Linked DNA regions of Cricetulus griseus: region 2 is linked to region 1. The links are chromatin contacts, called in public Hi-C maps. All regions are on one chromosome and are shown on one strand. The core of a region is the stretch at or near the end of the contact, and the rest is flanking DNA. Distances in the headings are between cores, read along the strand shown.

What was found. A called contact is a pair of places that touch in the nucleus more often than the background predicts.
Region 2: a Hi-C map of the CHO-K1 cell line shows a contact between it and region 1, with 2.0 times the contacts expected there. The contact joins the promoter of Cert1 here to the enhancer-like site in region 1. A contact is called at or near these places in 2 of 8 Hi-C or Micro-C datasets (the CHK-Q cell line and the CHO-K1 cell line).

What each region holds. Positions count from the first base shown.
Region 1 is chr2:315,181,788-315,185,130 of CriGri-PICRH-1.0, forward strand. All of the region lies in intron 6 of Polk (DNA polymerase kappa), which reads right to left. Among named protein-coding and RNA genes, the nearest start is that of Ankdd1b, 24 kb to the left of the region's middle. Within about 2 kb of position 1,829, at least 2 of the 6 cell types and tissues checked have open chromatin away from gene starts, as enhancers often do. A contact at or near this core is called in the CHO-K1 cell line, where this site is marked.
Region 2 is chr2:315,222,728-315,226,070 of CriGri-PICRH-1.0, forward strand. It overlaps Cert1 (ceramide transporter 1), which reads left to right and starts at 1,608. Exons shown (of 18, transcript NM_001244026.1): 1 at 1,608-1,757. The coding sequence starts at 1,662. It overlaps Polk (DNA polymerase kappa), which reads right to left and starts at 1,071. Exons shown (of 15, transcript XM_027401684.2): 1 at 817-1,071.

The DNA of each region.
Region 1 (3,343 bases), core at 579-3,078:
GAAACTGTCTAGGAGGCCACGCAGGCCTGCCTCACTTGACCTCGGAGCTCACATTAGCCTTAAGCTCCTGATGGTTGATGCTCCTGTCTTCTAAGAGTGGGATTACAGATATTGGTGCCCACCTCTCTCCTACACTGCTGAAAACAAACCAAATTCAGCTTTGTTTCTAGGAACCAAGATAAGGAAGCTATCATTTATCTTTGTAACTATTTAATAAAGAAAATGTTGTCAGGCTTCCCTTAAAGGAACACTATCCATTTCTTTAGCCAGTATTTTAAAGGAAATAGTTTAACTTTGGAAGTCCATTACATTTTCATTAGGAAAAAAGTTATTTTTCACTGTATTCTTCTCTAAGGGGAAAAAGATCCTTCTTAAGTTAAAATTAGGAATGAGGAGAAAAAAACATTAATAAGAGTAATTGCAACCAAAATTAAATTTAAATTAAATTTTGTTTTGCAGGAGGAAAAACGTAATTTTTCTTTATTCATGGAAGAAACTTTAAAAATGTTAAAATACTCTCAAATGTCTCTTTTCAAATGATTCACCTTTTTTTTTTTTTTTTTTTTTTTTTTTTCTTTCCGGAGACAGGGTTTCTCTGTGTAGCCCTAGCTGTCCCAGAACTCACTCTGCAGACCAGGCTGGCCTCGAACTCACAGAGATCTACCTACCTCTGCCTCTCAAGTGCTGGGATTAAAGGTGTGCCCCACCATCATGCAGCATGCTTTTAACTTGCTTATTAAAAAACACTATTTTCACTGAGAGTGCATTTGCTATAAGTGGAAATTACTCCTGAAAGTTGAACTTCTTTATACAAATTCTCAGTCTAATCCAATACTTGAAGGTTCAAATTTAATGAAAAAAAGTATAATTATCAGTACATTGGAAAATGTTATTATTAAAAAGGAAAGTAGCTGGGTATAGTGGAGCCTGCCTGTCATCCTGGTACCCAGAGACTTCGGAGGATGACAAGTTTGTGCTTATCCTGGGGTACATAGTGAGATCCCATCTCAAACAAACAAACACATCTCAAACAAAAAACCACAAAATAACCAACTAGTTATTAGTTTATGCCCATTTTTCAAGTATAGTATAAAATACTATCCTGATACCATTACTAAAAATATTTGCAAGAACAATTCCATAAAAACTATTCTCTAAGCTTAAAATAGGTAAAACAATTTAAATATATTTATAAGATTAATAACAGAGTTTTCTGATCCCATTTCATAACGTGTATTTCCCAAATTAAGGGAAATGCAAAAGCAACAATTAAATGTTTGGGTTCTTTTTCTTTTTAACCCAGGTTAGCCTTAAATTAACTACATACCCTGCCCAGGCTGGTCTTGAACTTCTAATTTTATTGCCTCAGCCTTCAAATGTTGGGATTATAGGTATGAAAGCATACTGAGCTTTATTAAATTTCAAGACGTAGTTGAAGGCACTTAAAAAATGAAGTTGGTCTTTGGAAAAATGTCTAAAGACATGTAAATAATGTAACAGACACTTGATTAGTTTCAAACTTTAATTACAGGATATGAATTAATTTATAGATAGAAGTTTCCCAAATTTAATTCACAGGTCACATACATAACACAACCTATTTTTACTATATCTGTGCTTCAGGTCATTTCCATTTTCACATTCTGATTTTTAAACTTTAGAGAAACTTGGAGAGGAACAAAAGGATGGGGCTGAATGAGGGTCACCCAGAAGCCCTTTCTTCCAATTGCTGAATAATCGAGAAAGAGCTGTAGACAAAATACAGGCCAGGTATGGATATACCAGGTCCCAAGTCCTCTCTGCAGTGACTCACACTGGAGCCCTCACAGGGAACCCACTGCAGCTTCTCTGCAGTGACTCACAGTGGCGCCCTCACAGGGAACCCACTGCAGCCTCTCCGCAGTGACTCACACTGGCGCCCTCACAGGGAACCCACTGCAGCCTCTCCGCAGTGACTCACACTGGCGCCCTCACAGGGAACCCACTGCAGCCTCTCCGCAGTGACTCACACTGGCGCCCTCACAGGGAACCTACTGCAGCCTCTTCGCAGTGACTCACGCTGGCGCCCTCACAGGGAACCCACTGCAGCCTCTCCGAAGTGACACACTGATGGCCTCATAGCAGCCTCTCTGCAGTGACTCACACTGGCATCCTCTACTCAAGGAAGCAAAGCATGCCACCTCTAGAACACTGTCAGAGCTGCTGCAGATGGACACAGACATCTTTTTCATCCCATCTGTGTTTTACTTCCCTGTGGCCTGGCTTCATAACTAACTAGGTAAGTGGTTTCTTCCTCCTGAATGAAATCCCTTCACCATCTCCATAACGGAAGCAATGAGAGCACAAAGCTAGATTAGAGCACTCTTCTGGATTGCAGACACTCAAGTATGCAGTATTTGAGTTTCTTACATAGCCTGACACTTGCCAGCTAGATTCGCATGGCAAAGCAAACAGAACAATGGTTATTATTTTATTTGCAAATAAAGACATCAGTTCACATATTTCTAGGGACAAAGAATCTTTCATGGAATGCAAATAGAAAAATGTCTGGCTTTAAAGAAGGATCTATCAGTTATTTGCCACTCTTCCAATATCCTGCAAATACACAGTCTAGGGAGGCTTTGAATTTGATGCCTAGGGCAAGGTGTATACCTTTAATCCCAGCACTGGGGAGGCAGAGGCAGGAGGATCTCTGTGAGTTTCAGACCAATCTGGTCTACAGAGTGAGTTCCAGGACAGCCAGGGCTCACGGCTATGTAGAAAAACCCCGTTTCAAAAAAATAACAACAAAACCGCAAAAGAGAGAGAGAGAGAGAGAGAGAGAGAGAGAGAGAGAGAGAGAGAGAGAGAGAGACAGACAGAGACAGAGACAGAGACAGAGACAGGGAAAAGAAAAAATTCGATGCCATTGTATATCCACCATTTTTGTTTTGTTTGTTTTTGTTTTTCAAGACAGGGTTTCTCTGCGTAGCTTTGGAGGTTGTCCTGGAACTCACTTTGTAGACCAGGCTGTCCTTGAACTCCCAGAGATCTGCCTGTCTCTGCTTCCTGAGTACTGGGACTAAAGGCGTGTGCCACCAATGCCCAGTTTAACATTCACCATTTTTGTTCAAGGAATATTACTAATGTTTCCCCCCACACTGCCTAGCCCCTTTGAGGTTATGAATAAGTTACACACAAGAAATGTGGCTGCTATTTGTGAGTGGATCCCTTTAGGGCACCTTTTCAGCTGGGCGGACTTTGTTCATGGATTCAAGACAGGTCAGACACTTGAAGAAATAGCACTTTTGGCAAAGGAACTGAAAGTAGAATGACTGTGAAGCATCTGAATGCTCTGGATAAA
Region 2 (3,343 bases), core at 358-2,857, 41 kb after region 1:
CCTAGCCACTGTGCCTTCACCTCCACACTCAAATGTCCTCTCACTTTCCCAATTGGGTAGCAAGCAGAAATTCTTTCTACAGTTTAATAAGGAATTTCAAAGTTAGGAATTATCAGGAAATTGATAGCCACCTATTTTCTAATTCCTTATTATTCAATAAAACTTGTGTTTCGATCTTTATGACAAAGTTTCTATCCGACCTTTCCTGTCTTTAGGGGAGGAAAAGAGAATTAACTTTGAGTTTCGGGGAGACACTCGTTCACACCTAATGGAAAATTTCAGGATATAATTTGATACTTATTTCACTTGGGGGGGGTCCGCAGGGGGTTCGAGACGGAGTTTCTCTGTGGAACGTGTCCTGGAGCTAGCTCTTGTAGACCAGGCTGGTCTACCGCCTACCTCTGCCTCCCAAGTGCTGGAATTAAAGGCGTGCACCACCACCGTCCGGCCCTTACTTTTTATAAAAACCTCTTTTAACGCTATTTGTTCTCTGACAACCTCAACTGATTACTTTCCACAAAAAATTCTATAAATGTAACAATGCGAAACGCTTATGAAAATAGTCTGAAGGAATTAGTCCTCCAACAGTAGTAAATAAACCTCAAGTCTAATTACTAAAGACATAGACAGTAGTCCTTTGGCATTATCAGTGGCGGCTTTCGAGAGGAAAAATCTCCAATTTGTGACCGGAGAGGTCATAAACTCCTAACCTCCAGCCCACAGCGAAGCGGTTGAGCCCTGACATGCTTGCCCAGGCAAATCGAAAAGATTCCCGGGCTTTCCGGAAAGCAGCTACGCATAACCCGACATCCTCACCTGAGGGTTCTCACGTCCTGGTTCGTAGGGACCGAGGGATCGTCATAAACATGCAAGGCAGAATCAGAAGCCCGGCTGGACCGAAGAGCCAAACGACTGTCAAAAGAAGCCCATTAGCCCTCAGGAGGTTCCCCCAAACAACTAGCTTACCGCGCGCCCGGGACACCCACCAGTTGACTAGGATTGCGACTACAACTCCCAGGAGGCTGCGCGGCGGACAGAGCGGCAGCCCTCCCAGAATGCAGCGCAGCGCTTCCCTGTCAAGCTCTCTCCTCTCCCTGCTCCGCCTCCTTCCCTACCCGTCATCACCCGGGAGGGCCGGAGGTTGGGAGCGTCGTGAGCCGCCGGGAGGGGCCCGGGGCGGGGTGGAGGGAGGATGGGAGGACGGAGGGGAGGGAGCGGCGAGGGGAGGGAGGGTAAATAGTGGGCCCGGCAGGAAGATGGCGGCGGTAGCGGAGGTGTGAGCGGACCTGGGTCTCTGCCGCTGGCTTGGCTCTTCCTGTCTTCCTCCCCTCCACCCTCCCCGACTGAGGTTGGCACCCAGGGGGCCGAGTTCAGGTGGCGGCGCCGGGCGCAGCGCAGGGGTCACGGCCACGGCCACGGCGGCTGACGGCTGGAAGGGCAGGCTTTCTTCGCCGCTCGTCCTCCTTCCCAGGTCCGCTCGGTGTCAGGCGCGGCGACGGCGGCGCAGCGGGCGCGCTTCCTCCCTCTTCCTGTTCCCTCACGCCCCGGAGCGGGCACTCTTGGCTGTGCCATCCCCCGACCCTTCACCCCAGGGACTGGGCGCCTGCACTGGCGCAGCTCTCGGAGCGGGGGCCGGTCTCCTGCTCGCCTGTCGCGCCTCCATGTCGGATAACCAGAGCTGGAACTCGTCGGGCTCGGAGGAGGATCCGGAGACGGAGTCCGGGCCGCCTGTGGAGCGCTGCGGGGTCCTCAGCAAGGTGAGCAGCGTTCGGGGCCGAGGACCCGCCGCCAGGGCTCACCTGCCGCGAGGCAAGGCGAGGCGAGCCGCTCGGGACCTGGGGTGGGGCTGGACCGAAGACTCCCACTGTCCCGGGGCGGGGGCTGCGGAATGTGCTGGGGTGCGGGGCCGAAAGGTCCGCCTGGAATGAGTGCCTGACCAGGGGTGGGATAGGAGATGTTTAGGACTGTCCTCCCCCGACCTCGCCACCCCCAGTCTCAGGGAGCTTGTCAGCTTTGGCCGAGGACCTTGGAAAGCGTGTATTTAATCCGCGATCCAGTTTAGAAGGCAAGGTGCATCTGGTAACTTGGAACCTAAGGCAGCAGCTGTCTGGGGTATAGGAATCTGGGTTGGGCAACCGTGGTGTCTGAAGTACTGGACGCGAGGTCGGTTAAATGGACCTTTCAGACAATATTGTTATGGTGGTCCCCACCAGAATAGGTTGGGGCGGTTTTCAGCTCTAGCGGGTTTAAGCAAGCCAGTTGACTGGGTTTGGCCTTGAAATCTGAGATAGTAAACTTTGAAGTGTGAGTGATCGAGAATGTAGAAAGCGTGTGCAGCACTTTTGTACTTTACCCCTCCTTACCCAAGTTCAGAAAAAGAGCTATTGAATTGTCAGGCTTGGATAAGAAATATTAATAGTAAGTTGGAACGTGTCATAGTGAAGACCCACCTGTATAAAGTTCAGGAAAAGGAGCATTTTTAGTAATACAGTATTTGTGCATTAAGGAAAGACATTTCTGCCCCCCCCCCCCGTACTTTTAAAAGCTCCTTTTAAGTTTTTTGGTTTTTTTTTTTTTTATAGCCTAGACAGCATTTATAGGGCTGGAAATGAGTGATCTTGTTAATACTTTTCGGTGTGTATATTTTACATTTTTCTTGTGGGAAGACTCAGTCTTTTTGACTTACCAGTCCTTTCCTGTTAAACTTTAAGAAATGCTTAGAGCTAACAGTGTTTCCAGAGGGAGAGTCGGGCTGGTCCCTTAACAAGCTGGTCATAAGATACCAAGTCATGTGATATTGGCCATTAAGAAATCACTCTGCTTCCAGTGTTCTTGAACATCATTTCTGGAATTGTTTGAGATTAGGCTATTACAGTGTCTTTAGCTGAAGAGAAAAGGCCTGGGACAGACTTAAGTATGCCAGATGCAAGGCATCCAAGTGTTAAGTTTTATTTACATAGTAGAAAATTTTTGTTTGATGCTATGATCATTCTTGAAATTTTAATGTAATGCTTTCAGTAAAGTGAAGCTTCCCAGCATTTGTTTAGATTTAATGTATCTTTATAATTTAAGAATCTGTACTGAACATGTTGTATAAGTTTGCATTTTCAAATGGTTATGAAATGGGTTATCTCTCACGATTCTGATAGTTTTATTACTTGTCATTAGATGAGTAGGAGACTGCCATATTAGTATATTGTTCAAGTGTTTCATGAAACAAGCTATAATTTTTGGTTTTTGGTTTTTTATTTGTTTGTTTGAGACAGGTGTCTCTGTGTAGACCAGGCTGCCCTTGAACTCACAGAGATCCTCTTGCCTCTGCCTCCTTGAAGGCGTGTACCCC